Linked DNA regions of Mus musculus: all the other regions are linked to region 2. Evidence: chromatin contacts called from public promoter capture Hi-C data. All regions are on one chromosome and are shown on one strand. The core of a region is the stretch at or near the end of the contact, and the rest is flanking DNA. Distances in the headings are between cores, read along the strand shown.

Region 1 (3,337 bases), core at 781-3,280, 2.1 Mb before region 2:
TGGCTCAGCAGTTAGGAGTACTAGCTGCTCTTCCAGAGGAGCTGGGTTCAATTCTTACAACCATCTGTTTGTTTGTTTGTTTGTTTGTTTGTTTGTTTGTTTGTTTTGAGACAGGGTTTCTCTGTGTAGCCCTGGCTGTCCTGGAACTCACTCTGTAGACCAGGGTGATGTCGAACTCAGAAATTCACCTACCTCTGCCTCCCAAGTGCTGGGATTAAAGGTGTGCGCCACCACGCCCAGCTCTCACAACCATCTCTTAACTTTAGTTCTAGGATGTCCAAGGCCCTCTTCTGACCTCTGTGGGCACCAGGCACAGACATGGTACGCATACATATATGTGGTAAGATACCCACACGTGTAAAACAAAAAATAAAAAGGTCAGGTCCTTTGATTGCTGGCTCAGTGGACTAAGTTTAAACTCACATAGGAGGCTGTGCTTGTAAAATTTCAAATCTTTGCAGCCCAAATTTACATCCACAGGCTGTAGCAAGAAGGTAGTAGCAACAACAGTCGAGTGCGCCAGAGATGTATACAGTTGCATACTGATGTCATAACACACAGCATGAGGCCGCTGGACCACAACCCACTTCCAAGGATCTGAAGGACAGAGGGACTCTGGCAAGAGCTCTAGGAGGACTAGCCAACCTAGACAAAATGAGCCACTGAGAGGGAAGATGCTTCAGTTAGTTTTCTGTTTCTATCACTGAATGACATACTGGGCCATTTATATAGAGTACAAGTTACCGTCCTCAGGGTTGTAAAGTTCAAGGTCAGAAGCTGCATCTCACAAGAGCCTCCTTGCTGGTGGAGACTCTCTACAGAATCCAAGGGATGTAGGGCTTCATCTGACAAGAGGGGCCCTATCCGAGAACCTGCACTGGCTGGCTTTGATACCAGACCTACACTCAGGATAACCGATGGATCTATTCCTGAATGAATCGTGAATGGATAGGGGCCACACCGTGAATCCTTGGGACATAGTCACCTCAAGGTCCACCTGGTCCCACTTGGTTTCACCTCTTGATTCTTCACAACGGGGACTAAATTTCCACCATAGATCCCCTCCCCCAGCTCCCTCTCCCCCTTCCCGGTGACAGTCAATCCTTTGCAAATACACAATAGGACGTGAAACCTATCCAGGAGGCAGACAAGGGTACGCCAGAGGGGCGCAGAGAGACTGAAAAGCTGTAGGCACGTACAAGGCATGTAGAGCCGTTGCCGCAGGGATTGGCAAGGCTGCAGAGGTGTGCTGAGAGATGTCTCAATCAGACCGCCTTCGGCTGCTGTGCTGCTGGTTAAGAACAGGAAGCCCGGGACTGGGACGATACCTTAGTGGGTCGCATGCTCACCTTTACCTTGCAGACACCAGGATCTGAGTTTCATTTCCAGAACCTGTGTTAAAACCCTGGGTATAGTAGTACACAGTTATAATCCCAGGGCCCAGGAGGTTGAAACAGGCAGATTGGTGGGGCTCCTTGCCCAGCCAGCCTACTCTAATTGACTCACAGGAAGAGGTTGAGGGCTGCCAGCAAGTGGGTGTGGCCAGGCATAGCGCCTAGGGCCTTACTAACACAAGAGGCAGAAAGCGGTTAGTTTTGTTTTCCTTTATTTTGGGCAGTGCTGGGGATTGAAACTCAGGGGCCTTTGCGTGCACAGAAAGTACTCCACAATGGAACTATATCCCAAGTCCCTCATTAAAACAAACAAACAAATAAACAAACAAACAAAAAACACAAAATACGGATAAGATGATAGGTAGAATTCAGCCAGGCACAGTGGGGGGGGGGGGGGGAATATAATACGCAGCTCAGACTGACTGCGAGCTCACTGTCATCCTCCTGTCTCGGTGTGAAATACAAACATGTGCCACCTCTGTGGCATTCGTTGTCTGCCTGTCTGCGATGCATCTCTCCCCTCTGTGTCCAGGCCCACGATGAGGAGAGAAAAAAAGAGGGGTGCCTGGTTGAGGGCGGGCCTGGGAAGGCAGGGTGCCTCCGGGTGCGGCGCAGGGCGGGGCGGGGCGAGGCGGGGTCAGCGGCTACCAACCTCTGTGCGCAGTGTCCTTCACGGAACAACCAGCGACTGCGTGAGCGGGGCTGTGGGTACGTGAGACCCTGACGGCGGGGAGCCAAAAGGGAAACTGAGGCCAGGTCCAAGCGGGAGGGACTCCTCCCGAGGATGTGCTGCTGAGGCTGAGGGTGTTTGGCCTTTGGGGACAGCGGCCAATGTCCTGTGCCTACCTCGGTGAGGCAGGAGTTGGCTGCTGCAGCTGGAGGCAGCTGGGCGGGAAGAGGAGATAGCCTCTGGCTGCTGGGAATCCTGCTTCCCCTGCAGAGGAGTTCTGGGATCCGTGGGAAACCGAGACTATGCAAAGCCCAGGAGCCAGGATTTGAGCGGCAGCTGCCTAAGCCTGCTTTGAGATCAAAGCCTGCATGTGTGGTGTGGACGCTTCTCCTGCGTAGTGATTTGTGAACTTGGGTACTGCGTGTGTGTGCCTGGCCGTCTCAGGGCTGAGACCCGCCAGCGTCTAGAAACTCTTGATAGTGGTAGGTACCTGAGGGGTGAGGCCGACAGACAGCAGGCTTGCTTTTTAAGCTTTTCTCTGATCGGAGTTTTCGGCTTCTGTTTGTGTTCCCCTTGTTAGGGGGTTGTGCAAGCGGCGCCTTGAAAGCCAGTTTTGTTTGATAAAGTTGCCACTCCGCCACGCCATTTCCCCACACCCCAGACCTCATGGTGACCAGTTCCTGCCGGTCCTAACTGACCTGTTGCTGGCGCGATGATTACTTTCAGAATGAGAAAAGCTGGCAAAAGGTATAAGGAGGATTTGCAAGTTCGTTAAAAACAAAAAGTCCTAAAATTCCTCGGGACAGAAACGGCTTTGCTGGAAGGAAAGCTCAAGGATGGGAGGAGCTTCACGCAGTGGACGGAAGAGGGCGTGGCCGGCTCCCTTCTGTTTCTGGGTCATAGTCTCTAGGGAAGCCCCAGGGCAACAGGTACCCCAGGCCCATTGGCTCTGACCTAGCTTCACAGATAGCAGCCTAGGAGAAGGAGGGCTCAGGCATCCTTTCTGGCTGTCCTACTAAGAGGTGGGGCCCGAAGCTCTATGGAGTGATGGTGCTAAGTATGGAGAGGGCGATGCTGTTGGCCTGTGTCCATCAGACACTGAGAAGAGAGACAGCCTGTGGACCTGATCCTTGCCCAGGGCATTGTATCCCAAGGGAAGGTGACCGAGAGTGGCCGAGTGTCATTGTGGATGTAGAGATACCAACCTGGAATGTTCTACAGTTTCCCCATCAGTTTCTTTCTTTCTTTCTTTCTTTCTTTCCTTTCTTTCCTT
Region 2 (3,586 bases), core at 581-3,080:
CCTGCTGATGCCCCTTTGTTTGTGTTTATGCTATCAGCTTCACCCACTGACCCATCCATGACCCTTTGGGAGCTGTTTCTAGAATTTCTACCTTTCCTCTCCTTGGAGCAGGAGTGCACAGCAGACTGACAGCATTCCTGCTTTCAAGTCCTTGGTTACATACTGACAAGAGAAATTGCTGGGCCTTGTGGTAGCTCTGGCTTTTCCATAAAGGTTTCTGTAGCAACTACGTCATTTTGCATTCCTACCAGCAATGTGAAAAGGTTCCAGATTCTCCACATACTTGCCAACACTTTTTCCATTTTTCCATTTTTGTGCTTTTTTTTTTTTTCTGTACTTGCAACCTTAGTGTGAAGTGTTTTGTGAATTTGGTTTTTTTTTTTTCCCCTCTGTTGATTGGCCACAATGAGTATCTTGTTGGCTGTATGGGTCTTAGCTACTTAGTCTTTAAAAACATTTAAGTCCTTTGCCTATAATTAAATTAGGGATTTCATTGTTGAGTTTTAGTTCTTTATGTAATCTGGACACTAGGTATCTATTTTTTGGCTACAAGTGATTTATCACTTGTTGAAACATTGTTACCTTTTAAATGTAGAAAACTCAAAAGAGGGCCGAGCTTGGTGGCTCAAGCCTTTAATCCCAGCACTCCGGAGGCAGAGGCAGGCAGATTTCTGAGTTCGAGGCCAGCCTGGTCTACAAAGTGAGTTCCAGGACAGTCAGGGCTATATAGAGAAACCCTGTCTCGAAAAAACAAACAACAAAAACAAACAAAAAACAATAACAAAAACAAAAGAGAGAAAGAAAGAAAGAAAGGAAAACTCAAAAGAGATGGAAACAAGACGGCCTATGAGAGTTAAATAACAAAGGGGTTTCCCATCTAGGGCTGTGTGGGGCCACAAATAGGGCTATGGTCAGACCCTCACAGCAACACCAGCCACAAAAAGACAAAGGGCAAGGTAGTACTGTATAGTATTGTCCCTATTTCTGTTTCAAATATACATAGAATTATAAAAATAGAAACGTCAAAATGTTAACACTAGTGATCTTAAATAATCAGAGTGTTTATTTGTTTTTGTTGTTGTTTTTTGTGTTGTTGTTGTTGGTGTTTTTGAGATATAGCCCTGACTGTCCTGGAACTTGCTCTGTAGTCCAGGCTGGTCTCAAGAGCAGAGATTCACCTGCCTCTACCTCCCAAGTGCTGGGATTAAAGGAGTGTGCCACTACCTGGCATATTGATCAGGTTTTTAAAAATTCTTGTCAACTTTCTAAATTTTCTCCAGTAACGTATGATTTTTGAGTTGGAAAATTATAAAGTTTTTGTTTGTTTGTTTGTTTGATACTAGAATGGAAGCCAAGGTCTCCTGTCTGCTAGGAAAGGACTCTACCAACTGAGGTACACCCTTAGATCAAGAACTGGGTATTTTTAAGGTATTCTCAAGTGTTACTGCAATTTTGCAAGACTCTTTACATCACGTACACAGCCTCAAAAAAGGAAAAATCTCACGAGGAGCTTGAGGGTTACCCGTTTTCTTCCTCCTTGCCAAGATTTACAAACTCCAAGGGCAGGAAAGCTTTCAGAACAGAAAAGTCTGACTAAAACGAAAATCTGATTCAAGTGAAATGCAGCCCTAAGGTTCACAGTGACAGGCTGAGAGCCCGCCCTGAGTCTGCGCAAACTCATTTAGGCCGCGCGCAGAGGCTCCGCCTCCCGCCTGCCCGCACTAAGGTTGGGCGTGCCCGGCGCCAGGTCCCGCCCACATACCTAGGCCCCGCCCCACACGCAGGCCTCGCCCCGGAGCCGCAGCCTGCTAGGCCGTAAATTTGCATTCAGAGCTGGCCGACCCAGGGCCCGCCCACTCTGTGCTTCACTCCGCCCGCACCGCCCGCGACCCCGGAAGTCGGAGATGGTGGCCCAGTGGCTCCACCTCCAGCTGGGCAAGGCTCCGCCTCTAGACAGGGCCCCGCCTCTCAGCTGCGAACCGCGGCCTCCAAGTATGCCGCACCCTGGACTTCATTTCCGGCGCAGGCTACTTAGAAGTCACGCCCCCAGACTCGAGAGGCCCCGCCCTACGTCTACCGCGAGTCTGCTTCCGGGGTGGAGCGTGAGAGTTGTGTGTTATTTTAAGGGCTGTGGGCGCCGTGGGCGCACTTCTGCCTTTTCTGCTCCCTCTGTACCCCCTCAAGGTGTGAGCGTGGAGCTTTCTAGGTCCCTAGAGGGGGCAGGCCACGGCACCGTCTTGGCGGCGGAGTCCTGGCACCGGGAACCCGAGGCCCCTCCTACTTTAGACTGTAGCCTCCCTCTGTACCAGGAGCGACGTGGCCCTGCCGGGTGCTCAGCCCTATCCAAGAAATGCAGAGCCCAGGCTAGCCCCGCAGTGTGAACGCCCCTTTTGGAGGTCTGCAGGCCCAGAGACGAGAGCGCCTATTTGTTGACAGCCACTTTTCAGGAAGGCCCGCACATGCTTCTGATGTGCTGTCGCAGGGCTCCTAGCCACTGTGGCCAGCACTGTCCCTCCACAGAGAGACAAGTCCTTCCACACCCTGGTTCTGATTCTCTGGTTTAATCTGTTCTGCTCAGCTGGAGCACATAGTTCCTTTCCGTGGTCACCTCTCGTCGCCAGCACTGCCCCGTTCATCATTCTTTATTCCTAGCCAGAAGACTTTAAGCATCCTGGAGGTGCCTGATGTCCCCACCCCAACTTGTTCACCGAGACCATCAAATAAAGGTTCTTTAACCTTTAATAATGGCTCATACAGAGGACCCACTGTGGCTTAAAACATCATGGGGTTGCTTAATCTACTAAATGTCCTGGCTTATCAACTCAGCACACTGGAGCATGTGGTTTCCCCTGGTGATGGCCAGCGTTGAGAAAGGGTGCTTATATCGCATTATCACCAGCATGGAAGAGATCAAACTCAAAATCCCAAGTAGTGTTTCTGCTGATGCCTGTCGCTTCTGCACCATTACAAGATCAACCCCCAAATGAAACATTGTAGATTGTGCATCATTTGTGCGCTGTCTTTCTTTGTACCGGAGTCAGGAGTGGGTTGCAGAAGATGGTCTCTATGATGCCTTTGAAGAACATGGAAAAGTAGGTGATTTCCAAGCATCTGGTTTGTTGGACCAAGCCTGCCAAGCCACTCTCAGGGACAGAATGTGTATGAAAGAGACCACCCAGTGTTCTCATATATAATTTTGAAGAAACCAGCCTTGTGCACTGAGAGTGCCTCTCTCTTCTGCACCTACTGCTCTCCTTGGGATAGCCTAAGGTATCTTATTGGTTCCATAGTGTCTTTCCAGGTCTTATGTGGTGGCTGTTGGCAGCAGTGGGTACCTAGCCCTGGGCTTGAGGTTCTACCTCATTTGTTTGCAATAGTCCAGATTTTCTAGACTGAAATGTGCCTCAGAGAGGCAGCCTTACAGTGCTTTGGTTTTTTGGTTTTTTTTTTTTTTCTTTCTCCATATTAGAAGACAAAGCTTGGGAACTGGATGGGCACCTCTATAAAAAGAAAACACATGGTTTCCAAGAGAATGGCCTCTCTGGTTTTTGTTTTGTTTTGTTTTGTTTTTTTCCCACCAATTGTG
Region 3 (3,089 bases), core at 292-2,791, 2.5 Mb before region 2:
GGGTGGCACTGAGATTGGAGGGAGCTTGTCTCCTTTCAGTGTAGGAGGCAACAGTGTTTACTAGACACAGGCGTAGGGAAGGATTGGCATAGCTGAGCAGATCAGTGTCTGGGAAAACAGTTCCTTAAAAAAATAAAAAGGTTTATTTATTTTATGTATGTGAGTACACTGTTACTGTCTTCAAACATAGCAGAAGAGAGTACATCAGATCTCATTACAGATGGTTGTGAGCCACCATGCTGCTGGGAATTGAACTCAGGACCTCTGGAAGAGCAGTTGGTGTCTTAACTGCTGAGCCATCTCTCCAGCCCCAGGAAAACAGTTCCTGACACCTACAGCAGTGTATCTATATGCCTGCTGACCACGGGCCGACTTAACCACTTTTTCACCTGCACATTTATAAAAGCTAGAAATGGCTATCGATGTTTAAGAGTATGTTGAGTCTGACTGTCTCACTTAAGACATCAGGGCATACATCCATGAATGCCAATGCCACCCTCTTGGAACTGTTTTGTCTGTCTTTGCCTGAGGCCAACTCAGTTGGGGCACTCGGTGGCCTTGGGAAAGTCTTTCTCTCTGGCTCCAGCTTTCCCGTTTGTGAAATGCGGAATAAAATAGTTAAGCAACAGCGGAGCGCCTGGAGCACCAGCTACTCAAGAGACTGAGGCAGGAGGATGGATTTGAGATCAGGAGTTCCTGGATAACATGGAGGACGCCGGCTCTCAAAACGGAAACAAACTGGCCTGTCATCTCAGCCCTTGAGAAACGGGAGGAGGAGGGAGACTCTTGGCGTTTTAAGGCCAGCCTCGGAGACGCAGCGAGTTCGAGGCTCGCTCCGGCTATGTGAAAGCCGGCCTCAAGAGAAAACAAAACGATCAGACAACCATTACAGATATCACAGTGAAAGGAACAAGGCGTCTCGCCTATGAAAGAGCTCTTTGCTTAAAACGGGTCGGGCTAAGCACCGTGGCATAGGAGAACCAGCAGAACTGGCCATAAACAGCTCTGGGCTGGCGGCTCCTCCGCTCAACTTCCGCCCTCTTAACTCCCAGGACCTAAAGGCCGAGCGGAGACGGCGCCACCGTGGTCCCCCCGGACCCGATCCTCCGGGGAGCAAGGCCCTGGCCCGCCCAGCCCTCGGCTCGCCTGCGATCGGGCCTCCCGGGCCTCCCGGGCCCAGCAGCCAGTGGACCGACCAGCAGCTGGGCCCGCGCGGCCGGGCCAATAAGGAGCGCGGCGGACGCAGGGGGCGGGCGCAAGCGGCGTCGCCCCCCGGAGCCGCTCCCTCCTCCGCCCCCGAACCCCAAGAAGCAGCGAGGCCCCTACGAGCCTCGAGGAAAAGGGAAAGGGCCGCTCACCGTCCCTTGGCCGCCGTCCCGCGCTTCCGGATGAGCTCGTCCAGCGAGAGATCGGCCATCTTGCGGCGCGCAGCTAGCGGAGAACGGAGGAGAAGCCGACTGCGGCGAGCCCGCCCCGCGGCCGGAGTCAAGAGCGGCTTCCGGCAACCCGGACGGCCAACTCTCGCGACAGCTCAAACGAAAAGCTCGAGACGGAAGGGGTGGAGCCTCTCTCCCCGTGAGCCTTTGCGGTGCTCGCTTCTAATTTGCATGGAGGAGTCCGGAGCCTTATGGGCTCTCTCTCCCCCCTCCTCCTTTTGCTAATGAGGAATTAGAATTATATCGATCATAAACCATTAAAAAGCATTATCAAGAGGACAAGTCTTTTAGTCATACAGCCGATCGGACACTCACCATACTTGTAATGAGAATATAATTTCTTACCCCTGAGGAACGTAGACACGTTCCTCATGCCTTAAACTTATGAGTAAGGAAAATAACGATTCGGGGTGACGCCCGAGTCCTCACTGCTTATGTGAGAAGAATTTTTGAGCGGGTATAGGTTGCAATCTGAGGCGACCCGCCTACTTTGCGGGATGCCTGGGTGACGCGATCTGCCCGACCCCCTAATTCTACAAGAATAGAAAGCTTAGCAGCTCCTCTGAATGGTTGCTCTCAGGTGCTAGTGGTTGCAAGTCGTATGTTGATGCCTGCCTTTGCCCTACCTGGTGTGTGAGCGTGAGCGCGCCCCACCTCTCCAGCCTCTCTCTTACTGTTTTTCAGACAAGATGGGACTGTTGTTCTCCTACTGCTATGTACCTCAATTTCAATTGATCATGCCTGGACATAACTGCCCATGTTGTAAGGTCGTCTACGTTGTAAGGTCGTGCTCAGTTTCTGATGCCTAGACTAGTCACCTTTCCGTTTGCCTCCTGACTGTGTAAATGAGGCAAATGAAGGTGGTCTCTTAACTGACATGTTAGTGTTTGACCTATGGGATAGTTTCTCATTGTTGAGACAGAATTTCTAGAAGCTGGTCCGCTGAGCGGCTAAGAGCACTTGCTGATATTGCAAAGGATCTACCTGGGTTTGGTTCTCAGCACTCACATGGAAGTTCACATGTAACTCCAGTGCCAGGAGATTCAATGCCTTCTTGACCTCCCAGGCTATTGCATACATATACATACATACATACATACATACATACATACATACATATATGTGTATACAGGCAAAACACTCATAAACATAAAAATAGATAATTTTTTCAAAAATAAAAACATGATGCTCTTGGGTCAGTTTCTCATGTTCCCTTGAAAATGTACATGTTGGGGCTGGTGAGATGGCTCAGTGGGTAAGAGCACCCGACTGCTCTTCCGCAGGTCCAGAGTTCAAATCCCAGCAACCACATGGTGGCTCACAACCATCCGCAACAAGATCTGACTCCCTCTTCTGGAGTGTCTGAAGACAGCTACAGTGTACTTACATATATTAATAAAATAAATCTAAAAAAAAAAAAAAAACTATCTGCCATATGGAACATTTAAAAAAAATGTACATGTTATGAAAGGAAGGCCTTCCTAAGAGACAAGAATCAGTTTCCCACAAGAATATTCACGAGCTTGGCTCAGGAATCCCAGGCTACTAGTTTGAAATGCCCTATGACTGAGGCTTTGGCAAAGTGGGGACTTTGATCAACCTGGACTGCCCCCATTCTCAGGACATAGACTCTACAACTGGAACCCCATCCCT

The links. Promoter capture Hi-C pulls out the DNA fragments that hold promoters and counts their contacts.
Region 1: a contact with region 2 is called in a promoter capture Hi-C map of liver, with 4 times the contacts expected there. The contact joins the promoter of Tspo here to the promoter of D130051D11Rik in region 2.
Region 3: a promoter capture Hi-C map of pre-B cells shows a contact between it and region 2, with 3 times the contacts expected there. The contact joins the promoter of Poldip3 here to the promoter of D130051D11Rik in region 2. A contact is called at or near these places in 1 of 39 promoter capture datasets (pre-B cells) and 1 of 115 datasets of contacts at active chromatin or transcription factors (embryonic stem cells).

Annotation. Positions count from the first base shown.
Region 1 is chr15:83,561,543-83,564,879 of GRCm38.p6, forward strand. Tspo (translocator protein) reads left to right here and starts at 2,031. Exons shown (of 4, transcript NM_009775.4): 1 at 2,031-2,102.
Region 2 is chr15:85,632,766-85,636,351 of GRCm38.p6, forward strand. D130051D11Rik (a long non-coding RNA gene) reads left to right here and starts at 1,831. Exons shown (of 2, transcript XR_003951642.1): 1 at 1,831-3,270.
Region 3 is chr15:83,147,837-83,150,925 of GRCm38.p6, forward strand. Poldip3 (polymerase (DNA-directed), delta interacting protein 3) reads right to left here and starts at 1,542. Exons shown (of 9, transcript NM_178627.4): 1 at 1,359-1,542. The coding sequence starts at 1,417. Rnu12 (RNA U12, small nuclear) reads left to right here and starts at 1,809; the gene lies at 1,809-1,958.